3 separate regions of the Sus scrofa genome follow, and all the other regions are linked to region 1. The links are chromatin contacts, called in public Hi-C maps. All regions are on one chromosome and are shown on one strand. Each heading gives the region's core, a stretch centred on a gene start, on an enhancer-like site or on the middle of the called end of the contact. The rest is flanking DNA. Distances are from core to core; before and after follow the strand shown. Region 1 overlaps SHROOM3 (protein Shroom3). Region 2 holds the start of SHROOM3 (protein Shroom3). Region 3 overlaps SHROOM3 (protein Shroom3).

The links. A called contact is a pair of places that touch in the nucleus more often than the background predicts.
Region 2: a Hi-C map of liver shows a contact between it and region 1, with 2.1 times the contacts expected there. The contact joins the promoter of SHROOM3 here to the enhancer-like site in region 1. A contact is called at or near these places in 1 of 5 promoter capture datasets (liver) and 8 of 47 Hi-C or Micro-C datasets (embryonic fibroblasts, epiblast stem cells, fetal liver and 2 more).
Region 3: a Hi-C map of liver shows a contact between it and region 1, with 7 times the contacts expected there. The contact joins two enhancer-like sites. A contact is called at or near these places in 2 of 5 promoter capture datasets (fetal skeletal muscle and liver), 12 of 47 Hi-C or Micro-C datasets (alveolar macrophages, embryonic fibroblasts, epiblast stem cells and 7 more) and 1 of 2 datasets of contacts at active chromatin or transcription factors (skeletal muscle).

The regions. Positions count from the first base shown.
Region 1 is chr8:72,325,095-72,327,753 of Sscrofa11.1, forward strand. The region is part of intron 3 of SHROOM3 (protein Shroom3); the gene reads left to right. Among named protein-coding and RNA genes, the nearest start is that of SOWAHB, 220 kb to the right of the region's middle. Within about 2 kb of position 1,352, at least 13 of the 83 cell types and tissues checked have an H3K27ac peak or open chromatin away from gene starts, as enhancers often do. A contact at or near this core is called in fetal liver and liver, where this site is marked.
Region 2 is chr8:72,096,228-72,098,886 of Sscrofa11.1, forward strand. It overlaps SHROOM3 (protein Shroom3), which reads left to right and starts at 1,334. Exons shown (of 16, transcript XM_003482418.4): 1 at 1,334-1,671; 2 at 2,102-2,356. The coding sequence starts at 2,192.
Region 3 is chr8:72,182,091-72,184,749 of Sscrofa11.1, forward strand. The region is part of intron 2 of SHROOM3 (protein Shroom3); the gene reads left to right. Among named protein-coding and RNA genes, the nearest start is that of SHROOM3, 86 kb to the left of the region's middle. Within about 2 kb of position 1,306, at least 36 of the 83 cell types and tissues checked have an H3K27ac peak or open chromatin away from gene starts, as enhancers often do. A contact at or near this core is called in liver, where this site is marked.

The DNA of each region.
Region 1 (2,659 bases), core at 102-2,601:
ACGTTGCCATGAGCTTGTGGTGTAGGTTACAGACGCAGCCAGATCTGGTGTTGCTATGGCTGTGGTGTAGGCTGGCAGCAACAGCTCCGATTAGACCCCTAGCCTGTGAATCTCCATATGCCGTAGGTGCGGCCCTCGAAAGGACAAAAAGACAAATAAATAAATAAATAAATAAATAAATAAATAAATAAAAATTTTAAATGGAGGAATTCTCTTGCAGCGCAGTAGGTTAAGGATCTGGGATTGTCACTGCTGTGACTTGGGTTGCTGCTGTGGCGCAGGTTTGATCCCTGGCCCAGGAACTTGCACATGCCGTGGGCACACCCAGAAAAAAAAATTTTAAATGGAATGAATATTAATTACCATCTTTTGGCATTCTGACCCCAATTTCAATGCGTTTGGGGAGGGGGATTTCCCTACACCAACCAGCCACTCTCAATCCCCAGCAGGGTGTCTGAGAATTCAACTCCACTCTGACACTATCTACCCAAAGATAGCATCGGATTCCACAGGTTAAGAGTTCACTCGTACAAGACTGAACACACACACTTCAGAACTAGACACAGCCCAGGTAGTTACCTGTGCTTCTGACCTGCAGACTACAAACTGGGGGTTCTGATGACACTCCCCACCCTGCTCCCTACCGCCCAGCTCAGGATGCCCATCACGAGTGCAGCTTGTTACCTGGACTTCTGGCCAACTGGCTGTAAATCAGAGGTACCCAAGCCTCTTCCTTGGGCTCAGTTCATTTGCTAGAGTGCTCCCAGAACTCAGGACAACATTTTAGTTGTTAGATCACCAGTTTATTTTGAAGTCAGGAACGACCCAATGGAAAAGAGGCACAGGGCAAAGGGCATGGTGCTTCTATGCCCGCCCAGGCGCTCCACCCTCCCTAGTCTCCCGTGTTCACCAGCCCGGAAGCCCTCTGAACTCTGTCCTTATGGGGTTTTATGGAGGCTTTATTGCATAGGCACAATTGCATGGCTCTTGGTGATTGAAGTCAACCTCTTCCCCTGGGTTTGCGGGCAAAACTGAAAGTTCCAACCCTCTAATCACAAGGTTGGCTCCACTGGCAACCAGCCCCCACCCATCGGTGCTTTCCCCAAGTCACCTCACTGAGAGTTAACTGACCTAACAAAAGACATCTCATAGGAAATTCGAAGGGTTTGGGAGCTGTGAACCTGGAGCTGTGGATGGAAGATCTGAATGACCAAATATAGATAAATCACAGTATCATACCATCCCACTTAAAATAGTTTCCCATTGATTCAAGGTGCACTCTGCTCTGTTAAAGCAATCTAGCAGTGAGTGCGTTGCTGTTCAAAGTCCCCTTGGGGTTGAGATTCTGCTTCTGTGGTGCAACAGTGACATCCATTGGTCTGTTGCACTAATTAGAGAGGAAACCTGCTTCTCAGCTCTGTGACCACTGGGTTTCCTGATAGAGACAGACAAGAAAACAGACTGTCTCTGGGCCCACCAAGTTAGTCAAGCTTGTGGTCAATGCCTGGTCCCCTGCAGAGTGGGCTGGTTTCAGGACCCTTGCCAAGGACACGTGTGCTCAGATGGGTGCCACCTGGGTCCTCCATGGCCGTGTGGGGCAGTCCTGCAATTGGTCCTGTCTTTGCAGAGTTTGGCACATTCATGGGGCATGTGGGGAAACCATTGGTTTGGGATCCAGATGGGTTACTGCGTGCATCACCCGGGCAGCTCCCATTACCTCTGGTCCTTCCCCCCATGGATGAAGTGAAGCTGATAACCAGACCTGTTTCGCAGTACCAAGGCTCTTCCACACATGTCATAATAAATCCCCACAATCCCACCCCAGCTGTGAAAATTAGAAAAGCATAGTCACGTCTGCTTAGCACCCACCAGACTGTGAGGAGGGGGAGCTGCCCACCAAATGACAGGTGTTAAACCCCGGCCTCGGTGACTTGTGTTCCCTGCCCTAGTTGGAATTCACCAGGTTATTCAGAAACTCTTGCTTCATTTCTGAAAGAACCCTGGGGAGACGTTCTAAAGATAACAAAGCAAAGGAAAGGTTATATAGTTGGATCCTCTGAAACTGAGCCGTGAGTGTGTATCTCCAGGTAGAAAAAGAAAAAAAAACAGGGTTGGCTTTCTATCTACCCAGGGAATGGAACAGGAAATTGCAAGATTAAAAATATTTATTTCCATTGACTGTGTGTCGGATACTTGTTGGGCATTCAGGTAAATAAGACAAACCAGTGCGTGCCCCTAAAGACCTCGTGTTCAGATGAGGGACAAACCAGGAACAGGATAGTGTGGTGAGAGAGGCATTAAGCGCTCCTGCAGGATGCTATGGGAACCCCTTCCAGACTCTCATCCCGATGTGTGGATTCGATGGGTAGGATCCAAGGAGTATCTAACATGGGCACCTGTGGCTGGAAAACAGGTCAAGTCTCAGTTCCACACAAAGCCAAACTAGCAAACACTTCTCAGTATCAGAGTCAAGCAGATTGCAAAACTGACAAGTCAGATACACAAAACTTACAAAAAAAGAGCAAAACCTATGGATTCAATGGCACTTGCATCATTTCCAAGTAAAACTTTTTTAGAAATAATTAGGGGAGTTCCCATTATGGCTCAGCCGTTAAGAGCCCGACTAGTATCCATGAGGATGTGGGTGTGATCCCTGACC
Region 2 (2,659 bases), core at 84-2,583, 230 kb before region 1:
TGCTCTACAGCAAAGTGGCCCAGCCATATATCCTTTTTGCTTTTAATATTAAATGTTGATTCTGTGAAATCTCATTTTTTACAAAATGAATTTAGGAGCAAAATCACAAGTGCCACAAAAAAAATTTTTCAAAAAAAAACCTCTTCATCTACTTACGATTTTATTTAAATACTAGAGTGAAAGAAAAGCCAAGGTTTTGCCTTTATTCTTAATTTATAAACTAGGCTGCAAAAGGAAGCCCCAATAAAAATTGCACAAATTACTTCTTGAGAATCAGACAACATTTACCTTATGCTTCTATTTTGTACACATTTGTTTCCACTAAAGTACTATCATTACATTAAAATGACTTTTTACAATTTTTTTTTTCAATCTCTGAGCCCTATGGATGGAGTTACTACTGAAAAGCAAATAACACTTGTCAGGTGTTGTGCATTAAATATTGTCATGACTTCTTTGCATGGTATATCTCTTCTCTAATATTTAACTTTTCATTAACTATAGGCACAAACACCAAAATTAAATTGATAGCAAAACCTCAGTTTCCAGCATAATTCACATTATCATGTATTTTTAAACAGAAAGCATTTCAGCAAAATATCCTTTGAAAGTGATTCTAAAAAAATAAAAAAATAAAAACAAACAGAAGAAGTAATTCTAAATTGTTCCAATAACTTGATAGCTAAGGCTTCCGGGTAAAAGATACAGTTTTCTCAGCACTGTTTAAATTTTTAACAGAGAGTATTCCTGTGAGATGTTATGTAACATTATTACAAAATTCCATTACTAACCTGAAATCAGAACAACATTCTGCCTGGCGTGCCTACTGTTTGCCAGGCATTAAATATTTCTTTTCATTTGAAGAATGGATAACACACAGGTTTGAAATAGATAACAATTAAAATATAGAAGAAAGTCTGCCTCTTGTTTGTATTGAATCCAACAAGCAGAAATTTGATCGGATGATTTCCAGATGAGAAGCTGGACATTTATTCTATTGGCATTTTCTAATGAACAAAATAAAGCCCTTGTGCCACCACCTTGACCCCTACTTAAATGTTTACCAAAACCGCTCAGGGCACTACTTCGCAAACTTGGCTGCACAGCAGCATTGCCCTGCATTTTAGAAAAATGTCAATACCTACGGCTCGCCCCCAAGGATTCTGCTTTAATTGGAACAAGGTGGGGCTCGTGTGGCAACTATTTTCTGCTCCTTGCTAATTAGCCATCTGTATGGTATTTTTAACTGTCTACCTTTTATCAACTGTAAGGCTGTTTTGATTGGTCAGGTCTTTGTGGTGAGTTGAATTCCGCAGAGCACTGCTTACTGTGCAGAAAGGTTGCGGTGCCTCTGTTTGCCTTAATCCATTTCCTCTCACTTCCTTACTCTTTCTTCTCAGAGGAGGCAAGTGGCTGCCTGGGTAGCAGCGGTGGCTGATCATCCCTGAAAATACCGAAGAACTGAGCTGCCTCCTGGATCTTTTTTCCCACCGATGGTTAATTTCCTTTTTTTTTTTTTTCCTTCCCCTTACATTCTGCAAAAACTTATTTTTCCTTTTTGCAAGAAACAAACTATGAACTTATTGCTGGAAAACCTGGGCCAGAAGTGTTAGCGCAGCTTCTCTGTCTCTTTGGGACACGTTAGAAAATTCTGAAGCCAGCAGAAGCATAGTAAGTGCTTTCTTTCTTTTAAAGCTACTTCTGGGGCTAGGGGAGGCTATTGTAATGGTAAATTTCACTCGGGGGAGGAAGAAAGGGTTGATAATCAATCAAAACTGAGGTATTCAGTTGAGTTTTGGCAATTTTCTTACTATTTGTAAGGTGATTTTTAAGTTTCTCTGTAAAATGTACAGGAAAAGTTTGGGTGTGTGTAGGTGTGAAATAAAAGCGGTCTTGAGAGTAACTCTGAAAGAAGTTTTTTGAACAGAATGGAGAAACATAACATCAGTTGGGGGCTTCAGTGAGAACCAGGAATTCCAGGAGGAGAGGTTACATTCAGAAATGTTGAAATGAGAAATTCTGGCTCAGCATCTTGGCGTTAAGGTCGGAAGAACATTTTCCATCGGAAAGAAACAGTTTCTGAAAACTTTTCTTTTGCCAGTGTGGGTCCCAAAGGATGGCATATTGTACTCTAGAAGAAGCGCCTGCCTGAATCTGTTTAAAATTTAACTCTCCGGCTCATGTGTTTGGCATGATGACCAAGGAGAACTTCGAGGAAACCAGTGCCACCCTGAACCCGAACAGGCCCCCCAGGGCCAGGTACATTTATCTGGAAGCTTTCCTGCAGGGAGGAGCTCCTTGGGGTTTTACTTTGAAAGGTGGCCTGGAGCACGGAGAACCATTAATCATCTCTAAGGTATGCTTCTTTTTCCAGTACTGTCTTCAAATTGCTTTTGTTCACCTTTTGCCAGATCTGTCAAAAACACAAAAATAAGGCCAAGGAGTGCCTGAAGAGTGCCTGCTTTGCTGTTTCGTGACCTTTCTGATTGTATCTGGAAATATTTTGCCTGGCTTGGCATGTGAAAGAAAAATGTGTCTAGCGCCTTTATTTGGTGAAATCCCAGAGGAAAATGTGCTTGTTTGATGGCTAATCTCTTTTTGTGAATGAAATAGTATCAAACAAGCTACCACATGATCTTTTCAGTTATGAATCAGATTA
Region 3 (2,659 bases), core at 56-2,555, 140 kb before region 1:
CCTACACCACAGCCATAGGAACACGGGATCCAACCCATGACTGTGACATACACCACAGCTCATGGCAATGCCGGATCCTCAACCCACTGAGCGAGGCCAAAGATCGAACGTGCATCTTTGTGGATACTAGTCAGATTCATTTCTGCTGCCCCATGAAGGGAACTCTCCCCCCATGTCACATTTGAAAAGAGTCTGCTGCCTCCTCTGATCTTTGCTGGCCATGGCCTGACTGTGTCCTACCTTTGTGCTGCCTGCATGGCAAGCAGCCTGGACCTGACTTCATTGTTGGCTTTGTGAGCTGAAACCAAGCCTTGGGAATGATGCCTCTTTTCCAGGATCCACATGCCTCTGGATGCAAAAATGAATGGATGGATGAATGAATGAATGCATGCATGCTAGTAGGTTCCTGTGTACTGCTCCTCTCTGCACCAGCCAGGTTGGGATTTGTCTGCTAGCCCCAAAGACAAAGAGTAAATGGGAAAGGGCAGAAACTAAAAAAAAATCTGACATCCTAAAGACACTGCCCTCTTTGAATCTTGTCAATCTGCAGCCACAGAAAGGAAACAGAATGTGCATTACTAAGCGAAGGAAGCCAGACAGGGAAAGACAAATCCTGCATGATATCACTTATATGTGGAATCTAAAATAGGACACACACGAACCTATGTACAAAGCAGAAGCAGATTCAGAGACAGAAAACTAATGGTCACCAAAGGGGAAAGGGTGGGGAGAGAGAAATTAGGAGTTTGGGATGAAAAGATACACACCACTCTACATAAAACAGAGAAACAACAAGGACCTACTCAGCACAGGGAACTGTGTTCAGTATCCTGTAATAACCTATAATGGAAAAGAGTCAGAAAGAATATAATCTGTATACAAAACTGAACCTCTTTGCGGTCCACCTAAAACACAACGTCCTCAATCAACTATACTTTAATCAATCAATACGTACAAAAGACGAAGGTGGGAGGGAGGCCTTGGGGAGGAAGTCTTGGGCACACCACACACCCCAGGGGACAATGGCCTTCCCTGACGCACTCTGAGCCTCTGGCAGGTTATTTTTAACTGCCACCTTGTAAAGTCAATGTTTGCCCTTTGATAAGTGTCCCGTCCAGTGGCTTGTTGTAAACTCGGCCTGGGAGGTGCCTGGAAGGGTCTAGAAGTGGTATGTGAGAGGGCAGCGGGGCGAGTGAAAGGTAACAGTCTCAGAGCCGCCAGCCCCGATCCCCGATCCCCGATCCCCACGACAGATCAAACCAGCTCGGGGCATCGCGTCCCCCCGGCTTGCATCACCTGGTCACGAGCTGCTGGCGGAATGTGTGGAATGGATTGTTCTCCCGGAGTCTGGAGTCACCCAACACCCCTGAACAATGAGCGCTCACATTCTTCGTTTTATGTAAGAGCGCATAAGGAATGTTCCAGCGGCCTGGACCAAAAGCAGGAAGCTGATGCCGCCTCCCCCTCCCCCGCTTCTCCCCCCTTCTCCCCCCTTCCCTCTCCCCCCCGCCCTCCCTCTCGTCTTGAAGGATGAAAAGCCGAGGGAGGAGGGGAAAGCGAGAGAGAGGCCTGTGGCTCCAGGCCCCTGGGAGAATGAAGTCGCAGGTCGGAGGGCAGTGCATTGAAAATTCGGAGCGCAGAACGTCCTCTGTTGCAGCCACGGCATTTCAGGGGGTTTTGGTCACACGGAACACAGAGCCCACCTCAAACTGGGTTGAACAATCCAAGAGCTGGACTGACTGCCTCGGCCCTGGAAACCCCAGAGGGTCTCAGCGTTGGTGGGACTGAGTAACTGGCCAGGCGTTTGTTCTTTGTTCTTTACCTTCAATGGTGTTAATTTCAAACTTAAGGCCTTTGCCACTTCTCCTTGTCCATCTCCAGAGAGAGGAGGTCTGTCCCCAGCACTGGCTGATACCCCTGCCCCAACTGTGACTGAGGCCTCTGATCTGAGAAATGTCATGTGCGGACTGGCTGAGGCTAGGGGTCCCTGTGGGTGGCTCGGGGCTCACTTGGAGATGCAGTCACCACAGCTGCTTCAAGGGTGCAGTGGATGCTGGACGACAATCGCCAGGCCCACTGATACACCCGCTAGAACAGTCCCTCTAATTCTTGCACTGAGGATTAAAACTCTTTTATGAGGGCATCAAACCTCTAATTCTGAAAGGTGAGATAAAATTGAAACAGTGGGAGTTCCCCGTCATGCCCCAGCAGGAACAAACCAGACTAGTATCCATAAGGATGTAGTTCCCTCCCAGGCCTCACTCAGTGGGTTAAGGATCTGGTATTGCCATGAGCTGTGGTGTAGATCGCAGACATGACTTGGATCTGGCATTGCTGCGGCTGTGGTGTAGACCAGCAGCTGCAGCTCTGACTACCCCTAGCCTGGGAACCTCCATATGCCTCGTGTGTGGCCCTAAAAAAAAAAAAAAAAAAATTGAAATAGTAACAGTGAATTTACATGAAAATGTACAGAGAGGGAGTTCCCTGGTAGTCTAGCAATTAAACATCTGGCATTGTCACTGCTATAGCTCGGTCGCTGCTGTGGCACAAGTTCCATCCGTGGCCCAGGAACTACTGCACACCATGGACATGGCCAAAAAAAAAAAAAAAAAAAAAAAATTCTGAGAGAGTAAATTTTCATTAACACAAATGTCAAGTG